Regions from separate parts of the Mus musculus genome. Here all the other regions are linked to region 3. A link is a contact called in public HiChIP or PLAC-seq and Micro-C data. All regions are on one chromosome and are shown on one strand. Each heading gives the region's core, a stretch centred on a gene start, on an enhancer-like site or on the middle of the called end of the contact. The rest is flanking DNA. Distances are from core to core; before and after follow the strand shown.

Region 1 (4,106 bases), core at 1,235-3,734, 150 kb before region 3:
AACAGGAAGCACTTCCATCACAATCCATGAAGCAAAGAGAGATCGACTCAGGGAGTATGGAACCAGAGTCCCCTTAATGGTGCATCCCCAGGGACCATAGGATTTTCTACCCTCTTCACCCACGCTCTTCTCCAGTTCCCACACCCAAGCAGCAAGGTTATAATGTATAGACTTTTGAGGGAGATTGTATTTAAACCATATCTGTCTGTCCTGTTTTACAAAGAAGTGGGGCATGACAAATCTCTTAGGATTTGGTCCTGGCAGCCTAGCTCCAGGGGCCTCCTTGCTGCAACACTGAACTCACATAACACACTCAAAACTCACAGTGCTACAAGCGTGTTTCTGCATTAACCACAACAGTAAAAGCAAAACTTTTAATGACAGGTAAACTGTGCAGGAAATGTGACCTACGCAGAAGGCAAGCATCTGTGCAAACATCCCCATGGCTTCAATGTTGTGAGCAGACAGAGCCCTCAGGAAGAGTCTTTACACATGCTGAGGGGGTACTGTGTTGAGTTTAGTTTAGCTTTAAAATTTTTATTGCCTTACTGTTATGTGGTATTCTTGGAGATACTGCCATTCTGAAAGTGTCCCCACCCACTCCCCCTTTTCTCTTCATGGCACTGAAAGAAGTAGTAGAAATTATCAGGGAAACTCCTAAGAAATATACCTCATTTCTAACAATGGTGATACAAAAACAGTTGTAAATGGGCACTTAAACATGGAGAACTGCCTTGGAGATGATAAAGCCCTGGGGACAGACAGTAGTGGTGGCTGCATAGTGATGTTAATGTGCCACTTAGCTTGGTTAACACGAATATAGAACATACTGATACGATTAATGCATACATAATAGTATATGCTTAAACTGCCTAGGAAAATGTCACTTATTTTTATCACATTAAGAATTACACATAAGGGGGGCTGGCGAGATGGCTCAGTGGGTAAGAGCACCCGACTGCTCTTCCGAAGGTCCAGAGTTCAAATCCCAGCAACCACATGGTGGCTCACAACCATCCCCAACAAGATCTGACTCCCTCTTCTAGAGTGTCTGAAGACAGCTAAAGTGTACTTACATATAATCAATAAATAAATCTTTAAAAAAAAAAAGAATTACACATAAGAGCAAAGAATTACAAAACTCTCCTGTGCCCTGCAGATATGTCTATAATCTATATTTTAATTTATTCAAGTTTTAATTGAGTGAGAGAGAGAGAGAGAGAGAGAGTCACATTATAACTCTGGCTGGCCTGGAACTCACTGTGTAGACCACAGTGGCATTGAACTCATAGAGATCTGCCTGGTTGTGACTCTCAAGGGATGGGATTTGAGATGTGGGCCATCTGCCTGGCTTCTTTTTTTTCCCCAGTATTTCCAATAGATTGAAGGCCTACCAGCCAACACATGGGCTTCCATTTTCAATTATGAGTTAGTGTACTTTGTGTAAGCAGAGCTACAACTCCTAAGGAGCAGAGCAAGGACTGTGTCTAACTCAGCTGAATTAACATTTTCTAGGTCATCACTGTTTATCTATAGAATAACGAGTAAATAAGATGTGACTTATAAGCGCACTGTTGGCCAATCTTGTCATTACTACAGCTGAAAAAGCAAAACAATTGTGCAGATGCAATCAATGGCTTGTCAGCTGGTGGCTGATGTGACTGAGAGTCTGGAAGGATAGCGTAAGCGTATTTGGCCGTACTTAAGACACAGCTGATTTTACCCTTTACAAAAGGAAAAAAAAAACATTTAAAAAAAAATAGGCCATTTTGTTGTATTAAGGCTCGGTTAGCGACCAAGTCAGGCTGCATATCTATATTACCCAGTGTGCTGGCTAGTTGGTTGAGAAATGTGAGCCTCAATTGAGAAAATGCCTCCATTAGATAAGGTTGAGGGCAAGCCTGAAGGCCATTTGGATAATTGATTGCTGTGAGAGGGTCCAGCCCATTGTGGATGGTGCCTTCACTGGGCTAGTGGTCCTGGGTTCTATAAGAAAGTAGGCTGAGCAAGCCAGTAGGCAGCACCTCATCATGACCTCTGCTTCTGAAAGACCCCTGAAGAGGTGAGACCCTCACTCGAGTCTCGGGATGACTCAGCACCCCAAGAACTCATGAGATACTGTCCTTGCTGCAATCGCACAAGGTTTATTGACAAGATCCAGCAGGCTGGGGTCAACTCGTATCCCATGCAGGGGTGGAAGAGTTCAGCCCCAGTAGCTGGGAAAGGGGGTATTTAAAAGGGAAAAAAACAAACAAACAAACCACAATCCAAGGGGGTAGGGAGGGCGTTATTGGAAAATGCCGAAAATACCAGTGAAAAATCACAAAGGGGTACTAAAAATCACAAGGGGAAACTCCCTGCTTCTCAAGATTGTTCTCAGGATTTTAGTCTAACTTTTGTGGTCGGCCAGTTCCTGGAACAGGGTCACTGAACCAGCTAACCTATATTCTTGGTGCTAGGGGGTCTGAATTTTTTCTGGTCTTTCACTTCTTCTTCTGACTCTCTAGGTCTCTGCTCTGAGTTCTTGTCCTGACTTTTTTCAGTAATGAACAGTGATGTGGAAGCGTAAGCCAAATAAACCCTTTCCTCCTCCCCAGCTTGCTTTTGGGCACGGTGCTTTCTTACAGCAATAGAAATCCTCACTAAGACTCCCAGAAACTAGACCAACCTACAAAGGTAAGGCAGGTTAATAGAGGAGACCAAAGTAATTGTAGAGCAAGACGGAAACCAGGTGTCCCAAGGGACTCTAGCAATAGGTGCCTGCAATCGCTGGCTCACTCAACTATAGCTACAATTTATATTTTTCAGGGTCTGCAGAATTCTTTAAAATATTATCTTTTACAAATATAATTTTCAGCTTAAAAAAAACAAAACCAAAAACAAAACAAAACAAAACAACCAAGGGCTGGTGTGGAGCAGTGAGCTGTGCACAGACACCTGGTCCCTGGTTGAACACAGGCCTTGAACTGTGGTAACCCTAAGGAATGGCAGATGTTTGGCCATGTCTCCTGGGCCCCTGTCACAACTGCAGCCTTCCAAGGTCTCCTCCCTGCCCTGTGCGCCGCACCCCCCCCCCCCAAGTGTATGACCATCAGTCATGGAGGCAATGGCCCAAGCTCCTGATATTCTGTCTGGATTCCACCCCCACAGTTACCTGGAAACAGCCAGATAGGCCAGGCCCACTATAAAAGGGTCTGTTTGCCTCCTCCCCCTTCTCTCCCCTCTCTTACCCTCTTGCTCTTACTCTCACCTCTTGCCCTCCCTTCTCCCCTCATCTGGCCTCTACATCTCTACTCTCTCCCTCTCTGCCTTTCTACAATAAACTCCTTAAAACCATGGACTGCCTCTTCTTCTCATCCACCCACCATGCTGAAGCAATGGAGCAGGTCTTCCCTTAGTGAGCCTTGTGTCTAACCTCCTGCCCCTGTGTCTAACCTCCTGCCCGGAGACCTCTCTGCATTTCCAGCCACAGCTTCCTCCAACCCAAACAAAGGACTCTTGTCATCGCAGGAATCTGCTAGAGCTCCTTCCCTGTTCTTTTCCATTCAGCCCTGGGCCAGAGTCCACCTGCCAGCCCCACACTCAGTTCTCAGCTCTTCTGTGGCATACAGTAGGCCAGACTCGGGACCCTACTTTTTATCCCACAGGCCGGAGAGATGGCTCAGCGGATAAGAGCACTAACTGCTCTACCAAAAGTCCTGAGTGCAAATCCCAGCAACCACACAGTGGCTCACAACCATCTGTAATGAGATAGGATGCCCTCTTCTGGTGTGTCTGAAAATAGCTGCAGTGTATTTATAATAAATAAATAAATAAATTAATTAATTAATTTTAAAAATAAGTAAATAATAACTTAAAAAAAACAAAACTATTGAGATTTAGAAAGGAGAGAGACAATAATTCAACTAACATTAATGCCATGTCTCTGAGCTGTGTGCTCCATGCACCACTGTATTTAGCCCTTTTTCAATGCTTTGAATTAAATATTTGTTTGACAGCATTAAGGGTCTTTGCCAAATCCATTTACTGCTCCATTCCTCCAAGGTCTATCTACATAAACCCTACTTCACATTTCAACCATTAGCCCCTGACCAAGCAGAGTGGGC
Region 2 (3,827 bases), core at 160-2,659, 140 kb before region 3:
GGTTAAGGTCAGAAAAGGCCAACAACAATACCAGAGGACCACATGCCGCTATATACTGAAGCAATGTTGTACATCGGCCCTGCACAACAGAATTTTCTGCAGTGGTGAAAATACGCCTGCTTCTCAGTGTGGCAGCTCTAGGTACACAGGATTATGGAACACTTGCAATGCTGATGGAACTCAGGACCTACATTTGTATTTTATTTAGGTTTGAGAAAGTTGTCTTGCTATGTAGCTCACGCTTGCCTATTTTTTTTTAAAAAAAAGCTTATTTTCAATTAAGTATATGTGTGTGTGGCTCTGTGTTTGGGTGGGTGCAGGAGTTGGAAGAGTTCAGAAGAGGCTCTCAGGTCCACTGGAGCTAGAGTTACAGATGGTATTGAGTCCTGAGAACTCAATGGTATTGGGTGCTGAGAACTGCCCTCTGGGTCTCCTGCAAGAGCAGTAAACACTCCATCACTCTAGCCTGGTGAACTCATATATTCCATTATCCTGCCTTTGCCCCTGCCTCTGTCTCTCCAGGTGTGACCTCTTAATTCTCAACCCCCTACAAAGGGCTGACATGGTGCCTAATTAACATATCAAAGCGGAAGTGGCCTCCAGGTTCTCCCAGCTTCCCTCAGTCAGTCCCTACTGTTACACACTCTCCAGTCACTGACTGGGCTGCCTGATCCCTGCAGAATCCAGCCATTTTGGCTACTGGCTACAACAATTTTGTACTTTACCCTCCTGGCGTCTTGGTCTCCTGGTTCCCCCACCTCCCCTCTCCATTCTCCTCAAATGGCCCAGGTCAGGGTCTTGCTCACTCTAGACTCTCCCAGATGTCAGCCCCTGGCAATGTACTTCCTCATATCTACAAGACACCTTCCCCTCCACCACACCTAGGAGCAGTCATGTCTTCCTTTTTAATTTCCTTTTCTCATTCAACCACCACACATGGCAAAAACTACATCTTTAATTTAATGCAAGTGTAAACACACATACACCTTGATGCTACCATACTGAGTGTTTCTGGAATAGGGGTTGGAAACTTTTTCTATACAAACCAGGTGATAAGTATTTTAGGCATGCAGGCCATACGATCTCTGTTGCAACTAGCCACTGTAGCATCAAAGGAGACATGGTATTTCCACATTCAAACAGTTTTATTTACCCAAATAGGTGACAGGCACCCGAGGGCTGTAGTTTGACAAGTTGCTCCCTTTCAGACTACTCATGTAGTGAGTCATACTGAGAAAAATGTGAAACTAGTTTTGTCAGTATTAACCTACCATCTCCCTAGGGGATAAAGAAGAGAAGAATAAACTAGAAAAAGCATAGAGAGGGCTCTGGGTGTGCTGTGCTGTGCTGAGCTGGGCTGGGCTGTGCGGTACTGGGCTGGGCTGTGCTGGGCTGGGCTGGGCTGGGCTGTGCTGTGCTGGGCTGGGCTGGGCTGGGCTGGGCTGGGCTGGGCTGGGCTGGGCTGGGCTGGGCTGGGCTGTACTGTGCTGATATGTTGTAGGTGAGTTTACAACAGACTTCTCACTTCAGGCAGAATAAGAGGAGCTCAAGGGATTTCAAAGGGCTTGGCAAATGTTCTCTGGAATTCAGAGAATGTGGAAATGATCCAGGATGGTTCACATCTAAAGAGTTTAAAGATAAGAGGTTGTGTCTTAACCTGCATGAGAGGCAGCAGAGGGATTCCACGCTGTGCTTCCATTGCTAGTGGTTAAAGGTATTTGTTTCCAGTGGACTCAAATTAGAACTGAAGACAGATAACTTGGGCTCATCCTAAAAGAGACCTCCAAGAAGACCATGAAATAAGCAGTAGAGCACAGTAGAAAACTTGGGCTGTGACTTAATGGGAGAAATGAGCAAGCAACTCAAAGGCACTATGTATGGTGAGAGAAAAGTGGACTTTTGGCCTTAGTGTGGGATCTTAGAAGAATGTGCTGGCATCTGTCCAGCTTTGAACTCCTGCTGTGTTGGAGGGATCCTAGCTTCACATCACGCCTGCATCATTCAAACTAGACTTCACTTCAACTACCTCCATTCCTTTGCAAGGGTCTAACATAGTAGCTAGTGACTGAGAAAGAACTAACTGGAGAAAAATCTCACCTCCCCCATCCCCCCCCCCCCCAGGATGTTTCCATTGGGAAGTGCTAATGGGTTTTTAGATCTGGAGTTCTAGGGTTTAATGACAAACCAAAGTGTGACTAGGAAACCTGTAAACCCACTGAAATATTCAGAGCAGAAGTAAGTTCTCACTAGATCAGGGTGTCTGAAGGGAACAAGAAGCCCACAGAGATCTCTCCTGCTACACCTAGACGCCACATACACATGTAAGGGTCTTGGGAAATGCTCAGAAATGAATAATCTGCTCCTTTTCGACAGAACTGTGTCACTGGCCCTTCCAAAGCTCTCTGCATGGTATCCATTCCTGGGGATTATATGGTATACATTGAAGACCTGCACCTGAATTCTTCCTCATTTCCAACTGTCTAGAGTCTTGGGGTCCTAACACACACACACAGATACACAGACACAGACACAGACACAGAAACAGACACAGACACAGACACAGACAGACACAGACACGCACACGCACACAGAGGCAGGCACACACCAGTCTCCAAGAAGTCTTAAATGCTGTTCTATCTTTTAGGACCATGACTGTGTGGATGAGGCTGCACATTCCTCCCCCTCTTCTGTTTTTCTCTTGCTTATTGCAAAGACCTCTCCCCCAGTCTTCCAGATGCTCTTTTCTCTCTTTGTAGCTGGTTTACTTGATGACTCTCTGTTCCCCAGGAACGTTGTATAAACCACCAGGAGCATTTGTCACAGGTGTGCAATCATTGTCTATACAAGCATGAAGCCCCTCAGTCTGGTGCCTAAAGTCACGATCATGTCTTATTTATCACGGTGGCTGTCTTAGTAGACACTCTCCAAGTGTTTGACGAATAAATGAAAACCATTTGTCCTTCACTTTCACAAGCCAAAATGGACCATATATGCAGGAGTCCTGGCACTCCCCTTAGCTTTGTCTCAGAACCATGATGTATCTATTGATGTTTGCACTGCTGTCTAGAGGAAAAGGTTCTAAGTATGCAATTGGTAGAAGTCAGATTTTGTTTTTAAATAATCAAGGCAGAATGTGGCCTCAAATAATTTTTTTCATTTTATTCTGAAATACTCTCAATCTGTAGGAAATGTATGAGATGAAACAATAGATCATACACACTGACTAACAGCTTTTTCAGACCCTAGTTCCCTTCCCTTCCTCTGAATGCCACTACCATATTAAAGTCTGCACATGTCACTGAGATGTCAATGCTTTTAACTTCAGACTCCGTTTTAGAGAATCTGACATAAGTTTGAGCTCAGGTAAACGAACAAGCTTGCATTAGTTTTCAAGTTGTCCCCCAACAAAACCTGAGCCTAGCTCCAATCCCTAGGCTAATCCCCAACAAGACCAGCGTCTCCAGGTTATTCCCCCAACAAAACTGGCACCCCCAGGTTATAAGCCCACCCATTGCCTAATGACCACCAATGCGGAGGGGAGCAGAAATTAAGTTTATGATATGACTTCCAGCAGCAGCCAATTGTGTTAAAGGCTACAGTAGCTTTCCAATTAGATGCTTGCACATGTATTCCCTGTTTGCTGCTTACTATAAAGCCTTTTCCCGATAGACATTCGGGGCTCCCCCACCACCAAAATTGTCCTGTGTGATGGTGGTGCGCTGAGGGGGCCTGAGCTAACTCTAATAGAATACAAGCCCTGGTGTGAGCTGCATCAGATCAGCTCCTGTCTGTTTTGGGGGATCACTAACATTTCCCTGGCTCAACAT
Region 3 (3,606 bases), core at 777-3,276:
AGAATTTCCACCTATCTCAGGATACCCACATATTCCAGGATACTCACATATTCCAGGATACCCACATATTCCAGGATACTCACATATTCCAGGATACCCACATATTCCAGGATACTCACATATTCTCCAGTATATGTATAATCTTCTGATTAACATTCTGAGACAGAGTACTGTGGTAGGACATTTTATTACATGATGAATTCCAAGACTGTTATTTACTGAAAAAATCCCATTTCTAGTTGTTCTTAGCCCTTAGTACATACCTTTAGTCCCTCTGGCTGGAATAGAGATATGCTCTTTGTACATACCTTTAATCCCAAACAACGAAGGTAAAGTTAGTTTGTAGAAAGAAGCACCCATGTTTGAAAGTGATAGCTAGTTGAGTGGCAGACAAAGTGACAAATCAGAGAAAGATTTGACACACTAGGACACGCCAAATCCTCAGGAGAAAAGAGAGGAAAGGGAAGCTACTTAAGAGAGCAGGGCAAAGAGGAAGGAAGGAGGCAGTTTTAGCTGGACAGTTGTACAGAGACAGGTCACAGAGAGAGAGAACAAGCTAGATACAAGTGAAGGAGCCAGGGAATGAGAAGGAACCAGAGATTAGAACACCCTGCCAAGTTAGAATGAGGCCAAGTAGAGTAATTCATTCAGGAAAAGCCAAGATAAACCAGACTGAATCATTTTCCATTGAGAAGAATTGAGCCAGAACAGCTGAGTTGAATCATCCAGCCATCGCTCAGAAAGAACCAGAAATAGTGAGTTTATTCTGCAGTAAATCTTGGATGCTGAAAATATTCTAGGCCTAGATTAGGTTGTATGGATTCTAGAAACTTTGATGTTTATGTATGTTCATGCCATCCCATACTGTTGGTTCTTCACTGGAACAAACATCTATTTAATTTGGAGTCTCTTTACTGTTAGGGCCCAATCCAATTTGTAAATAGGCTCTGTCATCAGGGGCGGCCTCCAAGATAAAGCACTGGTAGAATCAAACTTACCTCGCAGTAAATATTTTAGATAAGAATAACTGTACCTACATCCTATACAGGAGAGCAATCATGTTTCTTTGGCAGACTTTTGTAATTATTAACTATCAGCCTATCAACCCATTAAAGTCTTCCCCCTTCTCCCCCCCCCCCGCCCCTTTTTTTTTGAGAGAGGTTTACTCTGTGTAGGCCTGGCTGTCCTGGAACTAGCTCTGTAGATCAGGCTAGCAGGCTGGCTTCACCTGCCTCTGCCTTAGCAGTGCTGTGATGACTAAAGGTACGTGCAACCACTGCTCGGCTCCATTTAAGTCTCTTACACTCTCCCATCTTTAGAGTTAATTTTGAATGCTGAGTGTCAGAACATTATGCGCTATGTAAACTTGAGAATGATAGTTCAGCATTATCTAAAAGGGTAAAGCAAGAAAAGATAAAGATACAACTGAGGAGGGCTAGAAAAAGCAAATTAATTTTGTTGTCTATATTCTGTTAGTTACAGTGTTTTTCTAGGTTGTAATTACACAGTTAAGATTTTTTACAATTAACGAGCAAAAGCTTAAGTATATTAAAAAAAACAACCCTAGTTTCTCTGAAGCAAAAAAAAAAAAAAAAAAAAAAAAAGTTCTGGATTTTTTTCTTTTGGCTTGCTAGAGGAAGCAAACCCGAAGTTACCCATGTGCAAACAAAACAATAACAAAACCACAGAACAACACAAGAAGTCCAGTCTGGGTTCCTGGTCTAAGGGAAGAAGCTGAAGATAGCTTCTGATAACTTGCTGCTTTTCCTTGCCCTCTTAGCCATGCCAGGCTTCGACCTAGGGCTTAGACCTAAGGCTTCTAACACTTGGAACCTCTAGACGGTCAGTACCGCCCCCTGATCTGACGTAAACCCAATTCTGGCTGCGGATCCACCTTGAGCCGCGTTTCGGGGGCGGGACTTCCGTAGTAGTAGGCGGAGTCTCCGGCTGCCGCCCAGCTGGGGGTCGGGTCTGGGCGAGCGGCGGCAAAGGGCGGGGCGAGCGGCGGCGGAGGGCGGGGCGTGCCGCGGCGGAGGGCGGAGCGTGCCGCGGGGACTTCCCCTGGGTTGAGCTGCGCAGCGGGTGCGCGGGGAATGGGGCGGCGGGTCCGGGCGGCTTGGCACGCGGGTGGGCTTAAGCAGACCCTCTGTGTCCCCGGCAGGGTCTCTTATCTCCGGCTTCTCCTCCGTCGAGTGGGCGTTGCTGGGAGGTGGGGAGCCGCTCGGCCGCTATCCGCGCGATGGTAGCGAGCATGCGTGCGTGCGCGTGTTCCAGTGAGGCCGCGCGGCTGTCCCCTCAGTTCGTCCTCTTGTCTCCCTCAGTTAGGGAACCCGAACCCCGATCCGGGCGGGTAGCCGACCTCTTCTCCCCGCCCTGGGGGACCCACAGAGCGGCCGGGAGGGAGCGCTGCTCCTGGGGTGGTGAGCAGCTTGTGGGAGCTGCTCAGGCTGGAGCCACGGGATTTTAAAGGACCTGTCTCTGTCATTTTTACTTTTAGGATTTTGGCCAAATTGGGCGAGGGTACAATATTACCACTTACCCCTTCTCACCGAGGAAGAGCGGGAGAAAGGGTAAGTAAGTATTGCTCAGGGGCGGAAGGTGCCAGGACTCTTTTTCGAGTGGGGAAACTACCCTAGGCAACTTGGGTCCAAATTCCACTTTTTATCAGGAACTGGATAACCCACCTTCAAAGGTCACTTGTCCCAAGATCAAGCCTTTCTTCAGGTTCCAGAAGCCCGTAGAGCCGACTGGAAGTTTAGCAGCGTTTTAGACACCTGAGAGAAAACTCATTTCCTTTCAGACCCTCTTTAACCTGGCACATTGATGCTATAGTTCCTCTCAGGTCCCCTGTCTTCCTAGGTAGCATTCAGTAGTTCCTGACACAGTAGGGCCCTAGGTAATCTTGGCTCTGCTTGGCAGTTATCCCTCCGGGGACCTTACATTTTAAAATCTCAACAGTGGGGGAACGCACATGGGGCCACATACAGGCAATTTCATATACTTCTAGTTCTCAGGTCTTTCAGAATTACAGAGGAATTGGGGGAGGTCCTATCTCAGGCATTGAGGTGCTTTTCTGAAAAGCTGAAGTCCTGGGAAGTTGACTGATTTCAAGTTATCATCTCTCTTCATTGGTTCCTCCCTAAGACTTGCCCTTCTCCTAGTCTCTGTCTGGTGATAGGAAACACAGTTCCTTTCAGGTTCGAAACCCTCCAGTTTTACATTCATCTCCGCCAACTTTTACTTAAAACACAGGTTAGCTATAAGCAAGAACAGCAAGCCACAGGCTTGTTTACCCCCGAGAGAAAGCTAGACTTACCCTCAGTGCCCATCCTGGCACATGCCACATATGAACCTGACTTCCTTGAGAGGCAGATGTTCGCATATTATGAAAAACTAAGACATGGTTGTTTATTAAAGAGGGACTCTATCTCTGATGTCCTTTCATCGTGTGCCGAATGAACACTGGTCAAAATGGGATCTGGAGAGCTGGCTCCTGCCTTCAGTCCCTACAGGGGCAGGTGGATCTCTGTGACTTCGAGGCCAGCCTGGTCTATATAGGGAGTTCCCGGCCAGACAAAGATACAAATGAGGGCCTCTCTCAAAAAA

The links. A called contact is a pair of places that touch in the nucleus more often than the background predicts. HiChIP or PLAC-seq counts read pairs in DNA pulled down with a chosen protein or histone mark.
Region 1: an H3K4me3 HiChIP or PLAC-seq map of the 230-238 cell line shows a contact between it and region 3, with 21 read pairs. The contact joins the enhancer-like site here to the promoter of Immp2l in region 3. A contact is called at or near these places in 3 of 39 promoter capture datasets (fetal liver and liver) and 5 of 115 datasets of contacts at active chromatin or transcription factors (the 230-238 cell line, embryonic stem cells, fetal liver and 1 more).
Region 2: a Micro-C map of embryonic stem cells shows a contact between it and region 3, with 2.0 times the contacts expected there. The contact joins the enhancer-like site here to the promoter of Immp2l in region 3. A contact is called at or near these places in 1 of 15 datasets of contacts at CTCF or cohesin (large pre-B cells), 4 of 484 Hi-C or Micro-C datasets (embryonic stem cells, erythroblasts and nephron progenitors), 1 of 115 datasets of contacts at active chromatin or transcription factors (the 230-238 cell line) and 1 of 9 other capture datasets (adipose tissue).

What each region holds. Positions count from the first base shown.
Region 1 is chr12:40,868,122-40,872,227 of GRCm38.p6, forward strand. It overlaps the pseudogene Gm19441. Among named protein-coding and RNA genes, the nearest start is that of Immp2l, 150 kb to the right of the region's middle. Within about 2 kb of position 2,485, at least 8 of the 459 cell types and tissues checked have an H3K27ac peak or open chromatin away from gene starts, as enhancers often do. A contact at or near this core is called in the 230-238 cell line, where this site is marked.
Region 2 is chr12:40,887,107-40,890,933 of GRCm38.p6, forward strand. No RefSeq gene overlaps it. Among named protein-coding and RNA genes, the nearest start is that of Immp2l, 140 kb to the right of the region's middle. Within about 2 kb of position 1,410, at least 85 of the 459 cell types and tissues checked have an H3K27ac peak or open chromatin away from gene starts, as enhancers often do. A contact at or near this core is called in the 230-238 cell line, embryonic stem cells and erythroblasts, where this site is marked.
Region 3 is chr12:41,022,064-41,025,669 of GRCm38.p6, forward strand. Immp2l (IMP2 inner mitochondrial membrane peptidase-like (S. cerevisiae)) reads left to right here and starts at 2,027. Exons shown (of 7, transcript NM_053122.4): 1 at 2,027-2,082; 2 at 2,498-2,570.